Regions from separate parts of the Mus musculus genome. Here all the other regions are linked to region 5. A link is a contact called in public ChIA-PET, HiChIP or PLAC-seq and promoter capture Hi-C data. All regions are on one chromosome and are shown on one strand. The core of a region is the stretch at or near the end of the contact, and the rest is flanking DNA. Distances in the headings are between cores, read along the strand shown. Region 1 holds the start of Tmem81 (transmembrane protein 81). Region 2 holds the start of 6030442K20Rik (RIKEN cDNA 6030442K20 gene). Region 3 holds the start of Tmcc2 (transmembrane and coiled-coil domains 2). Region 4 holds the start of Srgap2 (SLIT-ROBO Rho GTPase activating protein 2). Region 5 holds the start of Elk4 (ELK4, member of ETS oncogene family). Region 6 holds the start of Dstyk (dual serine/threonine and tyrosine protein kinase). Region 7 holds the start of Ctse (cathepsin E).

Evidence for each region. Promoter capture Hi-C pulls out the DNA fragments that hold promoters and counts their contacts. ChIA-PET counts read pairs in DNA pulled down with a chosen protein or histone mark. HiChIP or PLAC-seq counts read pairs in DNA pulled down with a chosen protein or histone mark.
Region 1: a promoter capture Hi-C map of embryonic stem cells shows a contact between it and region 5, with 2.2 times the contacts expected there. The contact joins the promoter of Tmem81 here to the promoter of Elk4 in region 5. A contact is called at or near these places in 4 of 39 promoter capture datasets (embryonic stem cells, hippocampal neurons, neutrophils and 1 more), 1 of 115 datasets of contacts at active chromatin or transcription factors (extraembryonic endoderm stem cells) and 2 of 9 other capture datasets (embryonic stem cells and pancreatic islet).
Region 2: an RNA polymerase II ChIA-PET map of memory CD8 T cells shows a contact between it and region 5, with 46 read pairs. The contact joins the promoter of 6030442K20Rik here to the promoter of Elk4 in region 5. A contact is called at or near these places in 13 of 39 promoter capture datasets (the 3T3-L1 cell line, the C10 cell line, the HPC-7 cell line and 9 more), 9 of 484 Hi-C or Micro-C datasets (CD4 T cells, CD8 T cells, embryonic stem cells and 3 more), 5 of 115 datasets of contacts at active chromatin or transcription factors (effector CD8 T cells, embryonic stem cells, extraembryonic endoderm stem cells and 1 more) and 3 of 9 other capture datasets (adipose tissue, liver and pancreatic islet).
Region 3: a promoter capture Hi-C map of fetal liver shows a contact between it and region 5, with 2.9 times the contacts expected there. The contact joins the promoter of Tmcc2 here to the promoter of Elk4 in region 5. A contact is called at or near these places in 6 of 39 promoter capture datasets (cranial neural crest, embryonic stem cells, erythroid cells and 3 more), 1 of 15 datasets of contacts at CTCF or cohesin (the NIH/3T3 cell line), 1 of 484 Hi-C or Micro-C datasets (differentiating embryonic stem cells), 3 of 115 datasets of contacts at active chromatin or transcription factors (embryonic stem cells and epiblast stem cells) and 4 of 9 other capture datasets (adipose tissue, embryonic stem cells, liver and 1 more).
Region 4: a contact with region 5 is called in a FOXA1 HiChIP or PLAC-seq map of pancreatic cancer cells. The contact joins the promoter of Srgap2 here to the promoter of Elk4 in region 5. A contact is called at or near these places in 2 of 39 promoter capture datasets (erythroid cells and pre-B cells), 5 of 484 Hi-C or Micro-C datasets (CD4 T cells, embryonic stem cells, muscle stem cells and 1 more), 3 of 115 datasets of contacts at active chromatin or transcription factors (the SCID.adh cell line, memory CD8 T cells and pancreatic cancer cells) and 1 of 9 other capture datasets (adipose tissue).
Region 6: a contact with region 5 is called in a FOXA1 HiChIP or PLAC-seq map of pancreatic cancer cells. The contact joins the promoter of Dstyk here to the promoter of Elk4 in region 5. A contact is called at or near these places in 1 of 39 promoter capture datasets (cranial neural crest), 1 of 15 datasets of contacts at CTCF or cohesin (the NIH/3T3 cell line), 3 of 484 Hi-C or Micro-C datasets (liver and uterus), 5 of 115 datasets of contacts at active chromatin or transcription factors (astrocytes, embryonic stem cells, memory CD8 T cells and 2 more) and 1 of 9 other capture datasets (adipose tissue).
Region 7: a contact with region 5 is called in an RNA polymerase II ChIA-PET map of memory CD8 T cells, with 29 read pairs. The contact joins the promoter of Ctse here to the promoter of Elk4 in region 5. A contact is called at or near these places in 2 of 39 promoter capture datasets (the C10 cell line and erythroid cells), 1 of 484 Hi-C or Micro-C datasets (liver) and 2 of 115 datasets of contacts at active chromatin or transcription factors (the 230-238 cell line and memory CD8 T cells).

What each region holds. Positions count from the first base shown.
Region 1 is chr1:132,504,825-132,508,464 of GRCm38.p6, reverse strand. It overlaps Tmem81 (transmembrane protein 81), which reads right to left and starts at 2,235. Exons shown (of 2, transcript NM_029025.3): 1 at 1,969-2,235; 2 at 1-1,300. The coding sequence starts at 1,007. The coding sequence ends at 228. Rbbp5 (retinoblastoma binding protein 5, histone lysine methyltransferase complex subunit) reads right to left here. Exons shown (of 14, transcript NM_172517.2): 14 at 2,800-3,640.
Region 2 is chr1:132,475,282-132,479,110 of GRCm38.p6, reverse strand. It overlaps 6030442K20Rik (RIKEN cDNA 6030442K20 gene), which reads left to right and starts at 2,047. Exons shown (of 2, transcript NR_165177.1): 1 at 2,047-2,389. It overlaps Rbbp5 (retinoblastoma binding protein 5, histone lysine methyltransferase complex subunit), which reads right to left and starts at 1,744. Exons shown (of 14, transcript NM_172517.2): 1 at 1,584-1,744. The coding sequence starts at 1,602.
Region 3 is chr1:132,389,030-132,392,769 of GRCm38.p6, reverse strand. Tmcc2 (transmembrane and coiled-coil domains 2) reads left to right here and starts at 1,384. Exons shown (of 5, transcript NM_178874.3): 1 at 1,384-1,793. The coding sequence starts at 1,587.
Region 4 is chr1:131,525,621-131,529,437 of GRCm38.p6, reverse strand. Srgap2 (SLIT-ROBO Rho GTPase activating protein 2) reads left to right here and starts at 2,077. Exons shown (of 23, transcript NM_001081011.2): 1 at 2,077-2,205. Fam72a (family with sequence similarity 72, member A) reads right to left here and starts at 1,535. Exons shown (of 4, transcript NM_175382.4): 1 at 586-1,535. The coding sequence starts at 737.
Region 5 is chr1:132,006,161-132,009,756 of GRCm38.p6, reverse strand. It overlaps Elk4 (ELK4, member of ETS oncogene family), which reads right to left and starts at 2,137. Exons shown (of 5, transcript NM_007923.3): 1 at 1,817-2,137.
Region 6 is chr1:132,415,658-132,419,168 of GRCm38.p6, reverse strand. It overlaps Dstyk (dual serine/threonine and tyrosine protein kinase), which reads right to left and starts at 1,716. Exons shown (of 13, transcript NM_172516.4): 1 at 1,299-1,716. The coding sequence starts at 1,563.
Region 7 is chr1:131,636,156-131,639,762 of GRCm38.p6, reverse strand. It overlaps Ctse (cathepsin E), which reads right to left and starts at 1,449. Exons shown (of 10, transcript NM_007799.3): 1 at 1,206-1,449.

The DNA of each region.
Region 1 (3,640 bases), core at 986-3,485, 500 kb before region 5:
CTCTCTCTAGGGACAGAACCTAAGCCTGCAGTGGATCTCCTGAGCATCTAGGATCAGGGAAACCTGAATACAATGGTGGATGCTGCCCTGAACTACTGAGGTTACATCTTCCCAGCCTCCTAGCCAACTCTGGCTGAGAGCCCTCTTTTGACACTTCACCATCAGAGGCACACATACAATCTAGCTTAGCTTCCTAGGTAGCCAGCCTCCTGGGAGGAAGACTTGCATCATAAGCGGGTGCGGCCCCCACTGCCATCAGTCCCTCCCAGGGCCTTGAAGACAGCAACGCTCACCAACACGCCGCCAACCACTCCAGCCACAATTCCTATGCCCAAGGCCGATGTCACTTTCCTTTGCCACACAGGGAGGTGAGGCTTAGACCCATTGTCCAGATTAACTTCCCAGCCCTTATCTATCAACTTCTGATCCTCAGTAAGGGACTGTTGGAAATTTAGGTTTACCAACTTTGGAGGAAGGACCCTCAGTCCAAAATAGAGCCTCTTGACAAATTTCAAGTTTTTTAGCAGCTGCACGTCACATCGATACGTCCCAGCGTTATACTCATAGGCTGGTTTAAATCCTATAAAGGGGGAATTGGCTCGGAAGGGTCTGAAAAGCTCGTCGTTAGTAGAGATGATGCCCCGGGCAAGCCTCCAGGTGAAGCGGAAGGCTTCCTGCCCTTTCTCCAGGATGTCTGAGCTGAGACAGTTCAGCTCAAACGTCTTCCCATGGACGATGGTGAAATGGAGCATCCCACAGATCCAGTTGGTCACACACTCCAAACGCTGGAACGTGCAGTTTCTCCTCACTCCGTCGGGACCCACCTCGCACTCCGTCTCTTCCTTGTAGCCAAGGCCACATGTAACACTGCATCCTGTGGCATTGACAATGACTCTCCCCACGGCTTTTTGTAGCTCCTCAGGGATGTCCAGTGTCATCAACACCAAAGGCAGGTAGGTTATTGATAACAGACTCCTAAGGATAAAAACGATGGCCCCAGTCTTCATGACTCAGTATTTTACTAGCAGGCATTCCAGATGAATGTTCTATTGTACCACAACAGAGCCTCCAGCTTGGAATAGCCCTGAGCATTGAGAGATTATAATGTACAGTTGTCAGCAAAACAGACACATGCACAGATGTGCACAGAAGCGGGGTCCATAGTCTTAGGTAAGGCCACAGGCAGGAAGACTTTTTACAGTATTGTCGCTTGACTCTCTAAGCTTGCTTGCTTAAGCCTGCCAGGGGCGTCTTCCAGGGCACAATTCTGGTCGCTTCCTAATGAACTTAAACCCACAGGCTTTAGAAGGAAAAAAGGAAAAGACCTGAGAAGCTGAAGTGAATTTCCATGTTACCCAGGTGTATAAGCTAACTCTTTCCCTCCCTCCCAAACTGTGGGAGAGTTTCAAAGTCCCGTACTAAATCTGATCAGATACAAAACCAGTCTTACAAAAGGGGTGAGGCAAGGTTGGGCTAGGATGTTAATTCGAATATCTTGAATAATTTACTGTGAATATTCCTAAACCACCTCTATTAGAAAGATAACTTTGGCTGGGCCTGGTGGCGCATACCTTTGATCCCAGAACTCAGGAGACAGAGGCAGGTGGATCTCTGTGAATTCAAGGCCAGCCTGGTCCACAGATCGAGTTCCAGGATAACCAGCGCTGTTACACCAAGAAACCGTCTTGAAAAAAACAGACAACTCTGGGCTGGAGCCACGTGACTCCCCCCTTGTCCATTTCAGGTAGGTCCCTTTGAACACTGCACCTGAAAGCCCCATTCCCAGGTTTAACTACCTTCACTGTATAGACTTTCAAAGAAATGGAAAGCAAGGTATGGTGACAGCAGCCTCAAAGAGGCAGGACTGCTGGCAAATTCAAGGCTAGCCTGGGCTAAACGGGCTAACTCTAAGACCTGTCTCCTGAAAAGAAAAAGCTTTAGTGGAGTGTGGCAGCACGCGTTCTGCACCTGCATGAAGCTCGGTTTTGATCCCCATCACCACATAAACTGGGAGTTTGCACAGCCCTTCTCCCAGCACTCACGAAGATCACAAGTTCCAGGTCAGCTTCAGCTATACACCCATGTGAGACCAGCCCAGGTTAGAGACTTAGTCCAACACACCCTTCCAAAGGAGCAAGTGAGTACGCTATGGCAGAGGCAGCTCGTCCTGTTCTAAGTGAATCAGGACCTGCCTAGTGTGAGGCGGACTGGTGCTGCCTGACTCTGGTCTGCTCTATTTACCCCCGCAGCACAGAAGAGCTCATTGTTCGCATCAATGAAGGTTGCTATGAAGCAGCTATGATGCTAAAGATGGGTTCTTAGCGACAGAACAGAGTAGCAAGCAGACAGATTTGGTAATCTTTGAAACCATACTACTTGAGTCTCTGAGATATCTTATTCTTTATGAGATAACAACTATTCTGTATTGATGTTAAAATTACTTCATCAGAGAACAGGATTAACAAGGAAGAATATTAACTACATTTAGACTAACAAAGATCCTTGGAAGGCTAGAACCTCTAGGTGCACTACTATAACCTCCCTGAATGCCTAGCACTGTGGCCTCTTCAAAGCTTATAATAAGAAAACCCTATGTGACTGTTTTCATTAACATCAGCTTTTGGCTCAAATCATTTATTTCTAGTTTGGACAACGGAAGGACTCCAAACTGCCTGACCTTTCCAGATCCAAATGACCACAGAGAAAGATCTAAAATCCACACGTATTTTCTACTGTACAAACACAAAGATGGCTGCTGAGTTCCAGAAGCAGGCAGTGTTTACAAACAAGCATGTATACTTGTGGTTTAATAAACATCCAATTTTATTTACAAAGCATTAAAGCTTTAGCAAGAAGTACCCAAGGCTAAGTCTCATCTTGTACAAAACTACAGAACATTTTAAGAAACAAAACGGAGAGGCAGGGAGGACGACAGCAAGGAAAAAGAATATACATATATTACACAAATCAAAAACCTAAGCTGAGAGTGGACGGAAGGTTCTAGAAGCCGACAAAAAGATTCCCAAAGCATAAATAATTATTAGGAGCTGCTGCCAGAGACAATCTGGCAGGGTTTGAGCTGATTTACTCAGTAGCTCATTAATGGAAATGGGACACAGCATTAGCATCCAGATGGAGGGAAATCAAGCCACTTCACACAGGGAAGGCAGAAACCCCTGCATCAGCTTGCACACCACTGCAGTGTGCTGTACAGAGACATGACATGGAGGTAATGTCTACAAATAAAAACATCCCGTGAGCCACTTACCAATCACAACCATTGGTCTCACTCACACTTGGAAGCAGCACAGGAGCAACAGAACTAGAAACTTCCAGCGTGTCCCTGTCACATCTACCACAGTACAATGTAATCAACGGGTTTGGCTGTCTGAAGGAGCCTCCACCAACTGATAAGAGATTTCACAATTAGCATAGTATTTAAACCTCCTTTCAGTGCTGACAGAGTATGGCCCAGGGCAAGCCAAAGCTATTGCCAGAGGCGTCACTAACCCTTCGCACACTTGGCTTCCTGACTTTGGATTTTCAGAAAATTTCAAACACTTATTGTACAAATCCATTCAATTTGCTATTTTTATTAAAAGAACAGCAAATGCAGAGAGAGCCAAGGTGAGAAAGAGAA
Region 2 (3,829 bases), core at 798-3,297, 470 kb before region 5:
TGGTGATCATAAGTCAAGACTTGTCTCCCAAGCTCTCAGTCTACATCCAACAGATCCAAGCTACCTTTCACAATTCCTTGCATCTTATTAGTCAAGCACCATTATTTTGTAGTTCATTTTCTTATCACCACTACACTCAAATACTGCCTCCCCAATGTTTTTTCTTTCTATGTCCCAATTCACACATTCCGTGTATCACTCATACATTGTGGCCTTCCAGACTGGTTTTATATTGTCTCAACATTCATCTATGCATTATAACTCTCCGAAAAACTTTATAAATCAGTGCTCCATCTGAGCTGTTGGTGTATCTGCCCTATCTTCCTTAAAAAGTAAACTGTCCAACCTGGCATCCATGAGTCTCCACAAAATAAACATCATCAACTTAAACTCTTGGTTATCCTCTTTATTACAATATCCACATTTTGGCATAGCAGAAAAATTATCTCACTGAGGGGCAGCAGAGATGGTTCAGTGGTTAAGAGCACTGGCTGCTCTTCCAAAGGTCCCAGGTATGATTCCCAGCACCCATATTGTAGCTCAAAACCATTTGTAACTCCAGTTTCAGGGAATCTGACTCTCCTGGCTCCTGTGGGCACCAGGCACATACATCACTGGTGCACAGTCATACATACAGACAAAGCACCCACACACATAAAATAACAAATTAAAAATTTTCTCATTGGTGTCTTTTATTTTAGATACACCTTTCACATACTTTCATACTTCGTCAGTATTATATCCACAAGCATGCACCCATGCTCCAATAAAGCCGCTATAAAGACAAAGAACACTTTAAAAATTATCTTTGTAAGTGGGCTGGAGAGATGGCTCAGCGGCTAAGAGTACTGACTGGCTGGGCGGTGGTGGCGCACGCCTTTAATCCCAGCACTTGGGAGGCAGAGGCAGGTGGATTTCTGAGTTCGAGGCCAGCCTTGTCTACAAAATGAGTTCCAGGGAAGCCAGGGCTATACAGAGAAACCCTGTCTCGAGAATAAAACAACTGCTTGTGTAGTTCACATTTCCGGGGATCTACACCTCCCTACGGTTAAGGACCTTAAACGGGCAGTCAAGATGACTGGATTCCAAATGCCAACTACGCCACTTAGTGCCGAATTACAACACCCTTACCTATTCCCTTAACCTTTTTTTTATTTTTTATTTTTAAAATAAAATCTGGTTAAGTAACACCTTTCCAGCAAGAGTAATCCCATCTAGGCACCGGATCCCCTGACAGGTCTTCAAAATTGACCCACCCTAGGTCACTCTTCCTCTGACTGCATCTCCAAAACTCTGGTCCTGTCTGATTTGTTACTTCAGCACCTGCGATCTTCGAAATCACAGCTCGGACAAAAAGTGCCTCAATGACTCCACAACTGATCTGAAAGCGGTTTCAGAAAAGTAATGCATTCTCTTCGGACAGAAGCTGGTCTTACTCCTGCTGCTGCAACTCCACCTCACGAGCACTCAATGAACCATCTCCGAAGAGTGTCCCTAAGGTTGCAGCCTGCGGTCCCTCCCGCCCAGGTTCCCTCCTTCCCAATACCGAAGGGTTTGCTAAGTCGCAGGCAAGCCCTCCTCACCCAGCAACTCGAGGTTCATCCCTGCAGACGCTGGCCGCCTGGTCTCCGCACCGGCAACAGTTCCTTCTCCCCCACCCGCTCAGAAGCCCCGCGTCTAAGTGGGGGGCGCCGCGAAGAGCCTGGCGCAAGCTCCGGAGACTTTCGGACTTAGAAGGCCCCGCGGCTTCCGCTTTCCTCCCCCGCCTTCCTTGTTCGTTTTACGTAGCTGTCCACATTTCTCCCTAATTAAAAAAAATATTAAACGCTCTTGTAATCAAACAACTATAATATTATCGAGGGAGAAAAAAATGTCATAGTCAGTCGGAACTCCAAAAAGTACAAGAATGTAAAGCTTTTCTCTCCGGGACCACGTAAGTGAGCAAGAAATTTCAGGCATATCACTAACCCACTAATACTCACAATGCCGTGTGTTCCTTGGGTTGTCCCGGCGGCTGCCTGAGACTCCGCAAGAAAGGTTCCGGGCGATTCTTTCTACCGCAGGAAAGCGGGAAAGGTCGGCCCCTAGTGCAAGAGTGTTGGAGCTCTTTGGCGTGGTCAGAGCGCGTGCTGGCTTGGCTCACCTTACTATGAGTACTATAATTACTATGTGTCTGACTTAGTTTCGTGAAGATTATTTCACGTCTCTAAAACTATGCTATGCATCACATAAAACGGCACGATAGTATTTGTTAGGCCCTTTCCTGCGGTATTACTGTGTACACAACATCGATTAGGGCACAGGAACATTGTCAAGAGAGATGGACTGAGTGTCCCACAGTTCTGTCAGACTTGATGTACACAGAGCAATCAGAGAAGACCAGCTAATGGTAAATAATGGGCGTGGGGTGGGAAGTGTTTATCCAATGTGGTGGGCAAGTCACCCCTGTGTAGCTATAATGACAGTAATCTAGAGGTCCTCCTAACTGACTTCACCGTTATGGGTATTTAACCCTTTCCTTGTGCGTAAAATGACAGTGATAATAATACTACTTAGAGAATTACGAGGATTAAATGAGTTAAGCATATAAAGTGCATAAAAAAATCAGGTGACAGCAAGTATAAGCCATTATTTACCAGTTACTATCTCCTAAATATGTCTTTCATGTAGCCATTTAACCCAAAAACAGTAATTGAGGCTCAGAGATATTGGACAATTTTCACTCCCTTTCGTGTCCAATATTTCCGAAATGCTATCCAAATACTATAGAACCAGAAATAATTTGTAGAAATATTTCTGCACTTCTCACAGTGATTTATTATCAGGTCTCTTTGGCTGTACCCACTGGCTTAGTGAAACAGAAAAAAAAATACATTGTTTCACTTATGAAGTAATAATGATGAACTTTTCACGTGTATATGGGTTTATTTTCTGTAGGCAGACTGTTGGTGTCCCTGGCCATGTTTTTTTCTAATGGAACATGCATTTTGTAAAATTTTCAAGGAAGGAATAATATGATCAAGTTAATGTTTAAAAAATAAAAATTCCTACCCAGTCTTATAGCTCATATATGTAATCTCAGCACTCAGGAAGGAGCCTGGGCTCCCTAGTGAGTCCTGGAGTGAGAGAGAAGAAGGAAATAACATTAGACGGGTTGGGATTTTTGTTGTTGCAGCTGCTGCTGCTGTGCTGGTTTGCTTTGGTTTGGGTTTGGGTTTGGGTTTGGGTTTGGGTTTGGTTTGTTTGCTTTCAGCTCTTCTGGTACTGGTGATTGAACCTAAGCCTTACCTACAGAGCCTACCTATAAGCCTAGCCCTAAAGATCAACCTCTTAAAGACACTGTTGAGTAGGAGTTCCGGTGAGGGGTAAAAACTCTCCAGGAGTTTACTGTTGGCCGTGAAGGATGGTCTGAATCCAATCTACAGGAGAGAAAAACAATCAAGGAGCTTGAGATTAGGAGACAGAATTGGAAGCGGCATAAATGCAAAAGATGTGTGTGTGTGTGTGTGTGTGTGACATGTTTCTGCTTTGGGGGCTCCATTTGCTGGTGCAGAGGATACAGAGAAGGAAACAGCCTGTATAAGGTAGATGTTCTGCCCAGACACGTTGACTAGAGATGATAAAACGTGGACTTCAAAGAGGTCCCGGTTAAAGATGTACTGTATTTTGTCAAGTTTATATATGCATATTTTTGCACTTTAAAAATCTCTGGGGGGGGGGTCTGGGAGACTTTTGGGATAGCATTTGAAATGTAAATGAAGAAAATACCTAAATAAAAAAAATCTCTGAAAAAAAATCTCCAAATTAGTGATAGAGCACGACATGCATG
Region 3 (3,740 bases), core at 135-2,634, 380 kb before region 5:
GGGTTTGGTGAGTGTGAAAGAGACTGGCAAACTGTAAAATCCTTCAGAGAAAGCTCTGTGACTCACAGGGGGAGGCGCAGCCTTTTACAGTAGCCCAGGCCTGTGTTTCTCAGATGTTACCTTGTGTGAGAATTACCCGACGGGCTTGTGAAACATGGATCTTTGGGTCCATGACTTCTGATTTAGTTGTATCCAGGAATTCGTATTTCTGTCTGGTTCCCTGGTGGTGGTGATGATGATGATGACTACGATGGTGATGATGCAGGGTCCAGTCTATGCCTTAAGAACTACTGGATGCTGAATAAGGGCAACCCATCCATGCCAAAGAAGGCATACAGTTTGCAGAACGAATAGGAATTAATAGAGTAGAATACTACTACTCTCCATTTTTTGGTAGCTCCATCTGCTCTCATCTTCCAAACTGCTTAGCAATAGTATGGGGCAAATGTAACATTCTTTTTCCAGTCTTCAGTACATATCATTAATACCTACCATTAATACCCATTCCTTTTAAAAAGCTGCTTCTGGTGAGCATGTATTTGGGCACTGAGTTTCTAAACATAAAGCCTGCGTTCTTATGAGATGTGTATTTAAAACAGAGAAAGAGGGGATGTAGCAGAACAGTCCCTCTCCTTTGCTTTTGTAGCTATGAAGGTAGGCATGGGTTTGCGACCCAAACCACCTATTCTAGAAGGGACTAGCTTGTCTCTAACTGAAGGGATGCATATAATATAAGGTGCAGAGTTAGGGGAGTGATGATAAACACTTAATGTGTCCCCCAACAAAGCGAATGGGCGGGGTGATCGTGAAGGCCTAGCCTGGGAGAGGTGGCTCCAAAGCCGGCACAGAGCTGAGCTCCAACACAGCCTCAGCCCTCCAGACCCTCCCGGGGGACGCGCGGTGCAACCAAGCCTACAGCGGTGTCCGCGCGCCGTTGCGCAGCCCTCCGGCCTTCCCATTGGCGGGCGGCGCCATCTGCGCTCGCCTCGCCCTGGCGCTGGCGGGCGGAGGCCCGGGCGGGGTAGGCCGCGCTCGCGGCGGGCTGTGGCCGCAGCCTTGCGCGGCTGCTGACGAGGAGCGGGGCGCGGGGCGGGAGGAGGCAGGCCCATGCGGGGCGGCGGCGGGCGGCGGGCGGCGGCGGGGCCGGGTGCCCAGGGCGGCCCTATGGGACCCGCCCGGCCGGCTCCCGCGTGCCCTGCCTGGCCCAGCAGTCCGGCCTGCGGGCGGGGATGCGCGGTGTGGTCCAGCTCCCCGCCGCCCTGCGGGGCCCTGAGGCAGAAAGTTTGGGGGTCGGGAGCGGCCCCCCTCCCGCGCCAGTGACTGCCTAAGGACCGCTGCAGCCCGGCTTCGCCCGCGACCTGCCTCCGCTCCCCAGGTCGGAATGAACTATCCTAAGGCTCCCCCTCTTCGCCCCTCCCTCATCCTCCTTTAAAAAGATAATTTCTTAAATTCAAGAACTCGTGATCTGCCTACTCCCCTCGTCCATAATTTAAACCCCAGGTCTTTTGAGTGCAAGAGGGGGGTGCGGTCTCTCCCCAAGATAGCACGCTAGAAGGACAGATTCCCCTTGCCGACCCACTTACACCATGAAGAGGTGCAAATCGGACGAGCTGCAGCAACAGCAGGGCGAGGAGGATGGGGCTGGGATGGAAGACGCTGCTTGCCTTCTGCCAGGCGCGGACCTCCGGCATGGGGAGGCCTCGAGTGCTAACTCCGCTGGCGGGCCAACTTCAGATGCTGGCGCTGCGGTGGCACCCAACCCGGGTCCCCGAAGCAAGCCTCCTGATTTAAAGGTGAGCGCAGACCGTCTCCAGGCAAGCCCAGCCCGCCACGTAGCTTCCCCCACCCCTCGCAGAAGTGTCTTAACCGAATAAAAGTGATGGGGAAGCTCGCAAAGGTCAGAGAGGATGAATGATGTTCGGCTAGGTTCGGAGGGGGAAGCTAGGCACCATTTGTTCCTGTCTATCAGCTCCATCTCAGTCCTCTGTGTTCTTCATTATTCAGCAAACGTTCTAATGACTCACTCATCTGAGATTGTTTGAAGAACGTGTGTGAAACCCTATTTTGCAGACAAAGGGCTGGCGAGATCTAAGATGCTAACTTAGAAAGTTCACAGTACTCTCCCTTCTGTAGGAAGGCTAGAGAAGAAGATTGTAGCTTGGGAAGCTAAATAGGTGACCGTTACCTTCCTATGCCAATTAGCCTCCTCCGAGTGCGGATTTTTTTTTTTTTTTTTTTTTTTGAGCATCTTCCTGAACGAAGCTCAGTTTGTCCATCTATGAAAGGGGGGTGTAGATGTCTTGCCGTTAGGTGGAGCCAGAGGTTAAGCTAGTGCTTGGAGATCCCTCTCTGCCTCCTGAACCAACCCCCAGGGTGGAGAACTGACAGGTGGCAGGGCAGAGCCTGGGCTGATTGGGGCCTCGGTTCAAGTTGCACACATGCTGAGCCGGCAGCTAGAACCAGAATTGGAAAGGACCGTTCACATGGAGCTGTTTATTTTCCAGCCCGAGGTCTTCCAGACTATTGGCGAGCTGTATTGAATACATCTCTGTATCAATTACAGCAGCAGCCAGGATAAATAATGCGCCTTTGCTGGAGTTACCATCGGGACTGCCAGCTCAGGCTCCTTAGGCCAGCTCACAACTGGGCTGAGAGAGATGTCAGCTCCCGGAAGGAACTTAAATGCCTTGGGGATTGATGCCTTGGAAATTTTCTCCGGAAAGGGTGCAGGGTCTGGGATAGGGGAGCAGAAAGGCCTCCCGTTAGGTTAAAGCCTTGTCCAAATGGCTGTGGGCCCCGGAGGAGCTCACTAGAATAAGCTAATGACATTCCTTCTTTGGTCTGAGCAGCTCAAAGTCAGGAAGCCAGGTGAGTGCATGTGTGCTTTATGTGTGTGTGTGTGTGTGTGTGTGTGTGTGTTGTCCCTTGGGGAAGAGAGCCCACTCACTCCTTGTGGGACTTTTAAATTTTTGTGGAAGTTTTGCAAACCTGACCTCTTTCCACCCACCTTATGTGTAATGATGGACTAGTTGAACACCTAGGCTTTCTTCACAAAGCTTGTGATTCCCTCAGGCTCCAAGAAGTGTCACTCCCTCCCCCAAGTGACATGTTTTTTGTTTTAACTGAGATGGTAAGTCCCTTTAATGCTGCCGAGAGGAACAGGGGGTGACCTTTCGACCTCCCTCTGCTGGCTGTGCTAAGGGGGCTGTAGTTTCTGTGTCTATAAAGCTGCCCAAGGCTCCTTGTCTGTACCCTCCTGTGTCATCTTTTTTGATGACATTCATTTTGAACAGGGGCAGATAGAGCGATAGCACTGCACTTGACTACAATATGTTAACCGCTGAGCCGTCCTGAGGAGGAATTGAGAATTGAGGACCCTTACACACACACACACACACACACACACACACACACACACACTTCTATATAGCCCAGGCAGTGTGGATCCAAGCTTATGCAAGCACGGGGAGACTCACAGAGCACTTGCCTGTTTATCTCTGTCTGTCTCATCACAACATGTTTACTGCAGGACAGAGACCTCTCTACCAGATGTGACTCAGGGCTACCAAAATGTGACATGTCACTTAACTTTTCTGAAGAAAGGAACAAGGGATATTGGAGTGTGGCTAAACTTGTTTTCCAGTGCTGGACAAGTTTCCCATGGCTGACAGTTTAGTGGAAAAATTTCATCATTGTCTCTGGAACTGGGTGGGGGCTGACTTGTTCTGAATTTGACAATG
Region 4 (3,817 bases), core at 828-3,327, 480 kb after region 5:
GTGAGCATATCTAACTAAAACAACATTGGGATCATAGAACCTTTGGGACATTTGGTTTTACGGTTTTATTATCTACTGCTATTTCGTTATACAAGTGCACCTACACAAACAAAATAACACCTCATTTACCTTGGTAATAAATGATGACTACCTAAGCAAATTCACAAAATATTTCAAAGGGGTGCAGAGGCTCTATGTATAGTTTTACTTCCTTATGTTTTAAAATGCTCAAGTTTGCTATCTTTATTAACCATGAATTTCACTTTAAATGAATCATTACACACTTCTTTCCAAGTGGCTGTTAAAGACTTGCTTCAGTGAGGAAGGGTGTTTGGACATGGCATTGAGCCTTAAGAGTCAACATAAGGGATGCACAGACACATGACTCTAAGGGCCTGGAAGAGTGACCTCAGTACTGACCACGCTGGGCAAACCACAGGCTTTGTCCAGACAGTCTGCCCACTTAGATAAACTCCAAGGGAATCATCAGACTGGTGGGAGTGGCTAGAACACCAAATGATAACCTTGACTCCCAGGGACCCATGCCATCCACTGTCCAGCTAAAGGGCCACCCGTCAGACTTACTTGGTAGGAGGGATGTCTGTAGAGAAAAGGTCTATGTCAGTATCAGCCAGCAAAACAGCCTTCATTCCCCTAGAGCTGAGAACTTGTTTACAGAATTTGCAACACAGGATGGATACGCATCGGTCTTTGAAAGTACAGTTGTTGGTAGACATAGCGTCCCACGTTGAAAGAGGTGCAGAATTTTGAAAGGGGAAACTTTGATTTCCTCAGGCTAACAATCAAGACGGAAGGCCTCTCGTTCTCTACGCTCTAAAACTGGGAAGAGAGTCCTATTTTCCTGGTGGAAAGGGAAACTTAGTATTTATTGAGTAGGAAGAGCAAATTTTACTTCCTTTTGACTTGGGGAGGGAAGGGAAATGGAGTTCAAGGTGGGGAGAGACAAGTGGAGTTGAAGGGAAACTTCCGCAACAGGTTTAACTTTCTCTGGTCTTCAAGAATCTTCTACTCTTCAGCTCCGACCCCGGCTCCGGAATTGGGCGATTTCCCAGTTCCCAGCGGGCTTCTTCCCTTTAAAGCCTCGCCTCTCTGACCACTCCCAGCGCGAGCTCCGCCCGCAGAGCGCTCCAATTCTTGCTCAGCTCCACGCGGCTTCTTCGTAGGATTCAACGCCCCTCAGCCCTTTCCACGCGGGCTCTGGCCCCGTCCCGCTCCCTCTTCTCGGAGCTCGCCCGTGGGCTTTCTCCCTTGCACCACGGCTCTCGGCGTCCTCTCCCGGCCGAGCTCTCGCACTTGCGGCCCGTAACCCGTAAGGTCTCTTCCACAGCGGTCGCTCCGAAGTGAGCAGCGGTGTAGCGAGGTGGAGGGGAGAAGCCTCGGAATAGGCTCAGTTCGCGCTGCAGTCAGTCAGCGAACACGCCGGGTTTTGCTCTTTCTTCCGCTTTCTCTGCTTTTTCTAACCCGCTGTCAGTTTGAATTGCCTGCGCCGAGCAGGGATTGGGAGGACTAGAATTTGCCCCAGACCCACATTGGAAGGCCAAGGGCCTTCTCCTGACGTGAGCTCAGAGGCCACGCCCCAGTAACGGTGCCGATATCAGATCGGCTCTCTGATTGGTTAATATTAGCTCAGCCCCTAAGATCATTGGCCAGCATCTGCTCGGCTTAAACCCTCCCCCCTGTGAACTTGGAAGACACACCCCGAGTTTCTTATTGGTGGATACACTAAGGTCCAGGCCGTTCTCTACTATTTATTGGCTGAACTTCCCTCCTCCCTTTCCCGGTCCGATTGGTCCCGTCTTCTCTTGAGAGTTTGTGTTTGGCTGTCGCTTCCATTTTATCCCGCCCATCAGCTTTACTTTAGGCTTCCACAGGCCGGGGAGGAGCTCACTCTAGGACTGCGCCTAGGCAGCTAGTGTTCGCCACACCTCTAAGTTTCGTCAGCCCCGCCTCTACTCCTGGCGTCTATGGATCAGTTGTTCCTATTGGCTATAGTCCCCGTCAGTCGCTATTAGGCGGGCGGTGATTGGCAAAGGGGTGGGTTCAGCTTCCCGGCGGGGTCTTGCGGAGTTGGCGGAGTCTCCTTAGGGAACTGGGGGGCCGAACTGCGTAGAAGAGGGTGGCGGGGAGGAGAACGCTAAGTGGGAAGCGGAACCTTGGGCCTGGGACCGGTCGCGGCAGAGCCAGGTAAAGGCTCCTTCTCCCCTTCCCTCCCCGTACGCCCGGCTGCTGCTGCTCTGACTGAACAAACCGGGACTGGGCGGGTGGACGCGTTGCGGATGCTGCTGCTTTCGGCGCCGCCTTAGCCGTGTCGCCGCCCGCGGTCCTCATACCGCCCTCCCCGGCCCTCCAAATCCCCCAGTGCAGCCCATAATACTTCTCGGGACTGTTCATCTCTCCGCCCATCCCTGCACTGCCGAGGACGGTCCTCACGCGGCGACACCGCCCTCCCGCAGCCCCTTTGCACACGGTTGGCCGGGTCCACCTAGGGGCCTCGCCGTAACGGTCCGCTGGTCTCGTCCCTGGTCTCCTAGCCTTGGCTGCCAGCCCAGGACCCGGAAAGATGGGGTGTTCCTCACGGCTTGCAGGGTGCTTTCTCCGTCCAGCCCTCCAGTCTGTCTCCCAGGGCTTCTCCACCCACTCTGATACCCAAACCTCATGCGGGTCCCGAAAGTTGCCAACATCCTACACTTCACGTTGCAGCGGTCCACCGCGGTTTCCCTCACTGCCTCGCCCCCAAAGCCGTCCTCTCGGCGCCCTCTCTGGTCGTCCAAGCTTGGGCGGCTCGAGCTGGCCCGGGCTCTCTCCTGCCTCAGGACCCCACCTCACGCCCGCCTCCTGCTTCCTGTCCTCCCGCACCGCGCGGCCTCTGCTCGCTCTTCCTGCGCGCGGCCCTTCCTCCAGCCGCCGGGAGTAGGCGACACTGCCTGGAGCCGCTTGTGCGCCGGCGGGGACAGGGCGGCCTAGGAGGCAGGGGCCCGCCGCAGCATTGGAGCTCTTCCCTCAGCCTCCTTGCCGCCGCCTCTCGCGCCTCCCGGAGCGACTCTCACTGATGCCTCCCACCCGACTGGGATTGGGTGCGGTATTTGTGATCCCTAGGCTTGGGGGACAAAAAAAATACTGGGGGGGGGGTGCCATTTAGAGTCACTCTCATACCTGGCTTGGGGAAGGCTACCGCCGCCTGCCGCCTCCCATCTCCGGGTTTTCCCGGTTTAGACCCTCGCCTCTAGCTCGTTTCCTGCTTCTGCCGACCACATTGTTTTCCTGGATGTCCCGTGCGGAGCGGGCCCTTCCTGCAGCGTCCCCCCTCCACCCCCCTCACCCCCCTCCCCGGTTTTGCTGCCAGGAGAAGCTAGTTACCAAAAACAAAACAACTGGGAGGAGGGGTGGCAGGGGAAGAAAAGTTGTGCCCATCTGGTTGTCCCCTCTGGTATGGATCCTGTAGATGTCTGGGAGGTGCCCCAGCCGGAGGTCAGGGGCCGCGTCGCGGGCTAGGCGGGAGGACCCCTCTTGGGCTAGCAGGGTTGGGAAAGCGCCGAGGTGCCGCAGTCCCCACCCGCAGCTCAGCTTTCCCGCCGCAGTCTCCGCCCGGAGCACGCGCTGCCGGCTGCTCCAAAGTGTTCTCTTTCTGCCTTAAAACCTGGAGGGAACATTTTTCCTCCCTACATTGATCGCCACGCCGGGTCTTCGGGCGGAGCGGGCGTTGTTAGGCCAAGATGAATGGGCCAAAGCTGGACTTGGAGTGTCATCCCCGACCCCACCCCTGTTGCGATTAGGATCTTCCCTCCGACTGATCGCC
Region 5 (3,596 bases), core at 888-3,387:
ACCCATGATTCAATTTCTGTGTTATTCTTTCAAAGAACTCCTACATACACCGTTGAAACTCTTCATTTTAGCTCCTACAAGTGAACCTCAATGAGTTCCTCAACTTCGACAGAGAACATGGTGGCACACACTTTTATCCCAGGACTGAGGCAAAGGAAGTTCGATCTGAGTTCTTGGCCAGCCCAATCCATATAGTAAGTTCCAGGCCAGCTAGGGCTACATGAAATACTAGAGACCCTACCCCAGCCCCAAGTACAGGAACCAAGTAGAAGTGAAACTGTCCTATAACCCAGGCTCTCCTGAGATGAAGCAGGGAGGGCTGTGGGTATGAAGCCCGGGCTACTGACCAACAAAGAGGGAACAAGACAGACAGATTCCATATAGGTACAAAAACAGAGACACTGTCTAAGTACTAACAATTACAGCTTCAAAAGGTTTTTTAGAAGCATAATGGAGGCAGACTTAAATGGACCCAAATCATCGTTGACAGATTAAATGCTGGAAAAGGTTTAACACTCAAAGACTAATCTCTAAGCTACAATGAAACGGGGCTTTAGGAGCTGGAGAGCAGCTCGGTGGCAAAGTGCTTTGTCTTGTCTAGCATGCCTGAGAACACAGGTTAGATGACCAGCACTGCACCTAGGTAGAGAAAATTGCTTTCTCGAAGAAGTGCAATGGAAAAAGAAGAGAACAGGGGCGCCTGGAGTGCAGACCAGCTGATGAACACCTGATGCAGACCCCAGTTTTGATACATAGCACAAGAAGGAAGGAGAGGAGGCTGAAAGCAACGGTGAGAGCCACAAGAGGATATTAAATGTATACTTTTTTTTTACCTTTTTGTGCTGGTGACTGAAGAGTACATCCCCTGCCTCAAATATATAATGGTGTCCCAAAAGTTAAGACAATATTTCCCCCCCAAAAATGTAACAAACTCCACGTAAGCAGTTTCCATTTTAAAATAAAACCAAAGATCAAAGAACAAAGAGTTCCTACAAGGAAAAGTTGAATCATACTCTTTTAAAAACACCACTCCTAGCCGGAAATACAGAAGCCCCACGTTCTGTGCATGGGGGGGAAGAGAGAAGAGCTCTGACCTTAGAACGGCAGCCATTCTACTGAAAGACTCTTACTTAAATGACCTAACCTTCACATTGCAAGGGCTCGAGAAAATGCCAACCGTGTCTTCTGAGTTCACCCAACAAATTCCCCCTTATTTCCTTGCCGATGCCCGTTAAAACTCCTCCCCTCAAAGATGTTTCCAATGCTTTTCCGAGGAAAAGCTTGCCACAGCTGTACAGGAAGCGAGGAGGACTGATGAAAAGTAGAGAAAGAAAAACCTGTGGCCGGATGGACAGCGAGCTTGGGGAAGGGAAGAATGCGGCGTGAGGCCGCGCGCCCCGAGATCAAAGTGCGGGGAGACGCAGACCTCCGGCCCGTGGGCGAGCCAAGAAAGCACTTTCACTTTCCAACTTCCTGCCACTCCGGCAAGTTAAAACCGTTCCCCTCTGCCCCACCCAGGCAACAAAAAACCGCTGCCACCTTCCGCCCAAGGGACTTCTCACGACCCACCGAGGTGCGGGCAAGGCGGAGGGGGCGCTCCGGCGAGCACCTGAGCTCCACCGAGCTGCTCCCCCAAGGAGAGCGCGCCAGCGGGCCCCGCCCACCCACCAGGTCCCACCCTCCCGCCACCAAGCTCCGCCCCTCCCTCCGCCCGGTGCACTTCCTGCCGCGCCCGCAACCTCCGCCCGGCCCGCGCGGAAACCTGGCTGAGGGGCGGTGGTGCGAGACCCCGACGGGGCGTGGGCGTGCTGCTCACCAGGCAGGGCACGGGACTCCTCGGCCTTGAACGCGGTGCGAGACTCTGTCGCCCACCGCTCCTCACACTCGGACCTCAAAGACCGCGCGGCGAACAGTGGCGACCCCCGCGCCGGGGCCCGAGAAAGCGGCGGCCGAGCCGAGCCAGCCGCGTGCCCGCAGCCGCCCGCATCTCCCGCTGCCGCAGGTCTCGAGCCCCGCCCTCGCACACGCGGCCGGGACGGCGAAGTGGCTATAGTTAAGCTGCCACTCGCCGTGCGTGCGCTCGACGTTCTTCACTACGGCCGCCGTCTCCCGTCGTTCCGCGGCCTCCGCCACTCTCAAACCCCCCCCCCCCGGCACTGCCGGGGCCCTTCCTCGACGCCGAAGCAGCGCGAGCGTCACTTCCGGGGGAGGGGCCGGGCCCCAAAGCCAGTGTTTTGTTTCTGGCCCGGGGCTCCCGTACGTACCCTGTTAGTCCGTCCCGTGCACTCGCTCCGGGGACTCCTGCTCTGCCGGACATTCGTACTTCCTCGCAGGCCCAAAGTCCTGCTTAGGGCTCTCGGGGTAGCAATCTGGGCCCAGGGCTGTGGCGGCGGAGCTGACGTGTGAGGACGACGCCCACTGGTTTACATTGCGAGCTACCACCACCACTTGATCAGAATCATTGACGAATGGTCTCTCTAGAATGGGAAAAGCTTTCCCCCTTACCAACTTAGCTTGGTCCAGAGCTTTAACTTTCTTTCTTTCTTTTCTTTTTTCTTTTTCTTTCTTTTTTTTTTTTTTTTTGGTTTAGAAACAGTATTTTAACACGTAGCTCTAGCTGTTCTGAACTCATAGGAGATCCTTCTGCTTCAACTCCTGGCCCCAAGTGGTGGGATTACAGATATTTACAGATGTGCACCACCACGTCCAGTCTAAGTGACTTTACTTAAGAATCCGAAACACCCAATTCATTGCCTGTAAAGTCACTGTGAAAACCTAATTTTCAAAACTTGCAACATCCAAAGAAGGGATGCAGAAATCAACACCCAATTCCAAGGTTCACAAGTGTTCGCAGCTGAGGCAATTGAGCGTTCCATTTTGTCTCCCTGCCCCACTAAACGAATGAGTGTGTTGTTTGTTTACTTAGGCTTTTTGAGACAGTTTCTGTACTTAAAGCTCTCATGGGATTGACTGTGCCACTCAATTTGGGGTTGGACTCTCAGCAACCCTGTCTCAGTATCAACATTATGAGGATGTTAAGCGTAAGCTGGTTCTTACAAATGTGATTTGTGTTTGGAAGCAAGGTCTCATGAAGTCCGAGCTGAGGTTGACTTTGAACTCCTGATCCTGTTTCCTCCACCTCCCAAGTGATGAATTTACAGGCTTTTAACACCAAGCTCAGTTTCATATATATATAGCTATAGATATCTATATAGATATATAGATACAGATATCTATATATATAATTTTTTCTTTGATAATTTCATACATGCATACAATATATTTTAAACATAGTCCCCCTCCCTCACCTTTCTGACTCCTCCCAGATCCCCCTATGTGCCCTCTTTTTCATTGTTTCTTAACCCAGTGAGTCCAGTTAGTATTGCCCATATATGCCTGGATGTGAGACAGTCCACTAGTCCACTAGATCGTGGTCAGGGACCCACCTCTAAAGAAAACTGACTCATTCTGGCACCCATCAAAGGCCAATAGCTCTTCAGCTAGGGGCGGGGCGTCTATGCTCTGTTCACAATGGAATGTCAACTGCTTGCTCTTGTACAGATCTTTAACAGGCAACCATGGCTTCTGTAAATGCA
Region 6 (3,511 bases), core at 467-2,966, 410 kb before region 5:
CGAGTGCACACACATGTGTGTATGCACAGTGGCCTATATGTGGAGGTCAGCAGACTACTTTCAAGAGTAGGTTCTCTCCTGGTCAACTCAGGGCATCAGGATTGGCAGCAGGTACATGTACCAGCTAAGCTATCATGCTGACCCAAAACAAGGGCTCTTTAAATTGCTATCCTGGGCAATAGAACAGTACCATTGAGGGCCCTATCAGGACTTACCAGCATGTCTTTAAACACCCCCTTCTGTAGTCTCAGACAACGTTCTTAAACATGCAACAAAGAGTATAGGGTCCAACTCACAAGTTCACCTTAAGTGATAATAAAACACCTGTATCAGATTCCAATATCTTTGACTTGCTAAATTAGACTCTTAGGACCCCCCCACCATGGTTACACAGCCAGAATCCATAAGACACAACCTGAGACATGGCATTTTTAATACACTCCTGAGGTTATTTTAATCTACACTGCAGCTCGAGAATCACTAAAGGCAAACCAAGGACATACCTGCTGTTAGGTTGTGCCCCGTCTACCTACCCACATGGAAAGTCAGTGGCTTCTCTCATCAACTTCCTAAGGAGAAGGTGGTAAAAGTTAAACCCTCTAGTTCCCCACCAATTGCAGTTCAAGGAGGATCAAAGATCTTGCAGTATTTAAAGTGATCTGAGGCCTCTGATACATCCCGAGGGGTTGGAGGAGAGGGGGGAATCAAGTCAAGAAGGGCAAGTTTTTCAAGGGCTCAGGGCCGCCCCACTCCACTCCACTCCCAACAACAACAATAACAACAACAAAAACAACAACAAAACATTTCTTAACTCCTTCACCATAAGTAACATCTCTGACCAATTAATTTCTAACACCCATTAAATATCCTTTTCTTTGGCAACTCCAAATCCTATTTAGAGGACATCTTCGCAGGGCTGCCTCTTGACTGGATTGCAAGCACTTTACACACCCAAACCCCGCGCGCTCACACACTCACATACCAGTGCAGTCCGAAGGCGCCCAGAGACTTCAGAAACACCCAACCTAACACCTAACCGGGGACTCGGTCCCCATACCAAGCACCCCAATTCAAAGCAACTTTCTCACCTCTCCGCTTAGCCTTTTCGAATTCTGCCTCCCGGTCTCGAGCCCTTGCCACCTCTCCCCAGGGTATCCTCCCACCTCATCTAAGATCCCCGAGGCCCAGGCCTCGCGCCGCCCCGCGGCCCTCTCCTACTGGCCGCCTCCTCCTGGAGTTGTTTTGCTGACGGAGATGCCACCCTCCGATTTTCCTCTCTCCATCGGGCCTGTCCTTACCCGCCGGCAGCGGGGCTTCGGCGACGTCGCCGGCAGGGCCAAGCTCGGCCGCTCCGCCGCCCGCGGGGGAGGAGGGACAACTGTGGCTGTGGGAGCACTTGATGTCGCGGAAGAACTTCTGGGTCTCTCGCAGGTTCTGCCGCAGCCGTCCCAGGTAGCGGCGGTAGCGGCTGAAGCCCCGGCACAGCTCGCGGATCATTCCGCCGCCTCCGGGACCCGGGCCCGACACGGACTCGCCGGCCCATGACTGCCCGTCGGCCTCCATCGCTCAGCCAGCTGTCTTCGCGGCTGGCTGAGCCGCTGGCCCGGCCCCCTCCTCCCGCCCCCTAGCGCTCAGAGAAGGCGGAATCCGCCTCCCGACGCCCCTGCCGGCGCTCCGCGCGGCCTCCAGCCTCCGTCACTGCCGCGGCTGAGCAGCCAGAGCGCCTGGCTCCGGCCAGAACCTTACTCCGCTCCCCAGCGGAGCCAGGGACGAGCTCACAGAGGCACCGTCGCTGCGCGGGCTCCTGGGACTTGTAGTCTGGGCTGGGTGGAATGCCACAACGCCCACAGGGAAGCAAGCTAGCGGGTGGACCCTACTGATCCCTGTGCTTACACTCTTCTCGTTTAAAAGGTGTTCTTGCACTGTACACGAATTCCTAAGGAAAGGCAGAACCCGCAGAGTATGAACCCCGGCAGAAATGGGGTACCTCAAATCTAGGAGAAAGAAAGATTTTAATAAGTAGAAGGAAATAAGGCCGAGGACAAAATATGTCTGTGGTTACCCCAAATGGTTACAACAGATAATAGAGAATTGGTTGAAAATACCCGGAGAATAGTGAAAACTCTACTGTTTGTGTTACAGTCTACTTTTTCTTTTCTTTTCTTTCTTTCTTTCTTTCTTTCTTTCTTTTTTTTTTTTCCTGCTCTAGATGTGGAAAGGGGGTAGGGGTGTGAAAGGGTGGGTGAGACCTAAGAGAAAGGACAGTTGATTTCTTGTACAGTCGGCAGGGGTAAGGGGAAGTTGAAGTTAGTAGCCTTCTAAACTGATTATCTTAACAAGGCTTCTGTCAGTGTGCCAGACTTCCATCGACGCAGACTGTCACGGACTCCATGACACACAAGCCACAAACGGGACAGAACTTGACACCAGTCACCTCTTCACCTGATTGAACTTTGAGTAACTTGGGCTCAATGTGAAATGTGAAGGCTTTAACCTGTAACTTGTTGCACTTTTTAAAAGATCACGCATTCAAATGAGCCTGCACTTTAAGGTAGGCTAGCTGCAAAAAAGGAGCCCTGTGTTCCTTCCCATTTACGCCTCCCTTTGCACATTCTGGCCATTTCTCTTCTTTGCAAAGTTGTATTCCCCTTGCTTTCCAAAAGGCTTGGTAAAACAGAAGTGAGAACACAAATGGAAATTAAAAAAAAAAAAAAGGTTGATAGTGTAAGAGCACTATTTAAAAATAGAACATGGGCTGGGTGTGGTGGTGTATGCCTTTAGACTCAGTACTCTGGAAGCAGAGGCGTGAAGGTCTCTGTGAGTTCAAAGCCAGCCTGATCAACAGAGTGTGTTCCAGAATGGACAAGGCTACATACATAGTGAGACCCTGTCTCTATTCTAACAAAGCAATGCAGGATGAGTCATCACAAAGATTTCTAGTTAGGGGATCAGTGGAGAGAAACCTTAGGTTGGAGGAAGAATCTATCTGCATGAGATACACATGGGAAGACACAATTGTAATCCCATCGCTCAGGAGCCCAAGGAAGGGTAATCCCAAGGGTATGGCCACCCTAAGCTACATAACTAGACCTCATTTCGACATCACAAAACTAGTCTTTATTAGTACTTTATATTTTAGAAATAATTGGGAGAAGGCTGGAGAGATGGCTCAATGCTTAAGAACTCTGACTGGGGGCTGGGGAGATGGCTCAGCAGTTAAGAGCACTGACTGCTCTTCCAGAGGTCCTGAGTTCAATTCCCAGCAACCAGATGGTGGCTCACATCCATCTGTAATGGGATCCAATGCCCCCTTCTGGTGTGTCTGAAGAGAGCGACAGTGCCCTCAGATACATTAAATAAATAAACAAATAGTTCTGACTATTCTTCCTGGGTGTCCCAGGTTCAATTCCCATCACCCATATGGTAGCCAAAAACAAGAGACATGATGCCCTTTTCTGGTCTTTGTGGGCACTGCACACATGGTGTACAGACACATAGGCAAAACAGCTAT
Region 7 (3,607 bases), core at 200-2,699, 370 kb after region 5:
AAAAATATATTATATATAAATAAATAGAATATATTGTATATTATATACAATGTATATACTAGTGCACATATAATATATAATGTATAATATGTGTATATAATATATAATTAAGATATTATATATAATTAATGTACATATATAAGAGTTTATATTAGAATTTATTTTTAATTTTAAAATGATTTTGTTTTTATGTGCATTGGTGTCTTGCCTGCATGTGTGTCTGTGTACCATGCATGTGCCTGGTATTCAGGGAGGCTAGAAGAGGGTCTTGGGTCCCCTGGAACTTGAGTTACAGATGGTTTGAGCTGCCATATATGTGCTGGGAATTCAACTCAAGTTCTCTAGAAGAGCAGCCAGTGTTCACCATGGAGCCCTCCTTCCAGTTCCCTCTCGAGTTTATAACAGAAATGAGTAATATGCTATGAAATTTTTGCCAGTAGGTTTTTTTGTTTTGTTTTGTTTTGTTTTGTTTTTAAGAGAGTGCCTCACTGTGTTCTGACGAGCCTGGAACTCGATATGTAGACCAGGGTGGTCTTGAACTCACAGAGATCCACCTGCCTCTGCCTCCCAAGTGCTGGAATCAAAGGTGTGTAGCTCCACACCTGGATCAGCAGTTATCTTTGTCCTGAAGAAATTTCCTTTAGCAACGCATTATTAACAGCTATAATGCAATTAGCAGCTCATGTACAGTACACTCTAATTTAGAAATAACATGCAGATGTAGAACATTATATAAACATTAATGACAGTAAGTCATGCCATAATAAAAGTCTTACACACACACACACACACACACACACAGAGAGAGAGAGAGAGAGAGAGAGAGAGAGAGAGAGAGTTAAATCAGGAACTGAAAGGCACCGTTCAGACAATATGACTTCTATTGCAAAACCTCCGATTTCATCAGTACACAAATAGTAGTAGGGATTTTAAAACCATCTAAATAAAGAGTGGAGGGCAGCTTGACCTACCTAGTGAGACCATGTCTCAAAAAATCAACCAAGCAAATAAAACAAAAACTTCAAAGTCCTACGCAAAGCTCCCCGTAGGAAAATCAATCTTACAAACCAAGCAAATGGCAGCCTTCTTAGGAGGTGCTCACTTTTACCTGTGAGGAAATTATCATAATAAATGGATTTTTGTTAACTAAAGCATGAGATTGTCATTTCCCAGAAAAATTTGTAACAAGATTATAAACCACTTACCTTTGAAGTTACCGGATATAACCCAAAATGTCAAGAATTTCGTTTTCTTGTAGTAAGTGGATGGGTTGGGCTCCGAAGCTGAGCTCTGTGTGGAAACCCCGTTTTGTTGTTTGCTAACTCCGACTTTAAGCAACTCTTATCTCTTGGCCACCTCAGCTGCAAATGGAGATAACCACGCCTGATCTTTCTAACCGCTTCTGGAGTCACACAGGGCATCTGCAGTTCTGAGGAACAAATGAAGTTGTGAGACGGGCATACAGTTTTTTGGCACTTACAGGAAGTGTGCCTGCTCTTTCAAATAAACAGGAAACAGACTTTAAAGTCAAGTAAAGGAAGGTAGGCATGGTGGTGCATGTCTCTAATTCCCCTGTGTGAGAGGTGGATACAGACATATCAGGAATTTGGGGCCAGCCTCAGCTACATACTGACTCGAGGCTAGCCTGTGGTACATGAGACCTTGTCTCCATAAAAATAAAATAAATAAAGGATGTGCAGAGGCAGTAGAGGACATTATTTCCATAAACACAAGATTGTTTTTTGTTGAGCCAGCTGTGGCCAGGTGCCAAGGTCACAGTGGAGACCACAATGCTCACAGCCAGATGTTCTTCGAACTCCAAATATCAAAGCAACCATTGACTGTTTGTAAATGAGCTACCACATGAATTGAACATGTCAAAGCCTTCTTTAAGACAACTTCAGTCAATAAATGGGCTCCATAATCAACTTCAAGAGACACAGGAGATTTATTTGGAGAAATGAAATTTTGCGGGTAACAACCAGAAAGATGTTCTTGGTTTTTTTTTTTAAAAGATTTATTTATTTATTATATGTAAGTACACTGTAGCTGTCTTCAGACACACCAGAAGAGGGCGTCAAATCTCATTACGGATGGTTGTGAGCCACCATGTGGTTGCTGGGATTTGAACTCAGGACCTTTGGAAGAGCAGTCAGTGCTCTTATCCACCGAGCCATCTCGCCAGCCGGTTTTGTTTTGTTTTGTTTTGTTTTGTTTTGTTATTGTTGTTGTTGTTGTTTTCCAAGACAGGGCTTCTCTGTATAGCCCTGGCTGTCCTGAAACTCACTTTGTAGACCAGGCTGGCCTCAAACTCAGAAATCTGCCTGCCTCTGCCTCCCAAGTGCTGGGATTAAAGGCGTGTGCCACCACTGCCTGGCCAGAAAGATGTTCAAGCTTCAGAAGTGGTGAAGTGTTTCATCACACGGAGCTGAGAAGGCATGCCCAAGTACCTCTGCTCTGCTCCAAATCCTCTAGGAGCACCTCTGCAGCCACCCTGAGGAAAGAAAGGTGACAGCACCCCAGTGACAGCATCCCAGGTGACAGTCCTGCCCTTCACTCACTCACAGGGCATTTACTGAGGACCCGTTACATCCCAGGCACTGACTAGGTACTGGGGACATAAGTCAGACTGGACAAGATCTCAGGCCACACAGGACTTTTGAAATCTGCTTTGTGAATTGTCCTGGTCACACTGTGTCTACTCAGGTTCTGCCCCCTCCCCACCTTTATTTTATTTTATTTTATTTTATTTTATTTTAATTTTTTATCCTGGGTGACATGATGAGGCCCATTTCTTACCAGTGATTTCAGATGCTCACTGAAGGAGAAAGGACTCTATGGCCTGTTAGCATGCCTGTGTGCCTAGAACCCTCTTACCTGGAACAGGCCAAGGTAACAAAGGCAAGTGCCTCCTCTTGTCATCACAGTTGGAAACAACTGTTCCAGTCTTTGGAAGACAGGAGGAGGAGGATTATGAGTTCAAGGCCAGTCTGGAGAGAAGAGATGGCTTGTAGCTCCTCTCTGATCCAATAGTGCTTCCTTTACAGTGTTTGATTTCTTACTCTGGAACAAACAGCCAAGGTACATATTTTACCAAAGCAGACCTGGCCCCCAGGTTCTCCCAGCATTCCTCAAATCCTACCTGGCATACCCTATCCCCAACCTTAAACTTTCTAGCCCAGGGGCTAGAAAGCCTCAGAGTCTCTTTGCTATATGATCCAGACATTTTTCTTTTTTTTTATTGGATATTTTATTTACATTTCAAATGTTATCCCCTTTCCCTATCCCCCCCAGAAGCCCCCTATCCCATTCTCTCCTCCTGCTTCTATGAGAGTGTACCTCCACCCACCTATCCACTCCTGCCTCCCTGCCCTCACATTCCCCTACACTGGGACATTGAGCCTTCACCAAGGGCCTTTTCTCCCATTGATGCCTGAAAAGGCCATCCTCTGTTACACATAAGGCTGGAGCCGTGGGTCCCTCTATGTATATGCCTTGGTTGGTGGTTTAGACCCTGGGACCTCTGGTTGGTTGCGTTTCCTTGATGACTAAGAATGTTGAACATTTCCTTAGGTGATTCTTGACCATTAGAGTTTCCTCAGTTGAG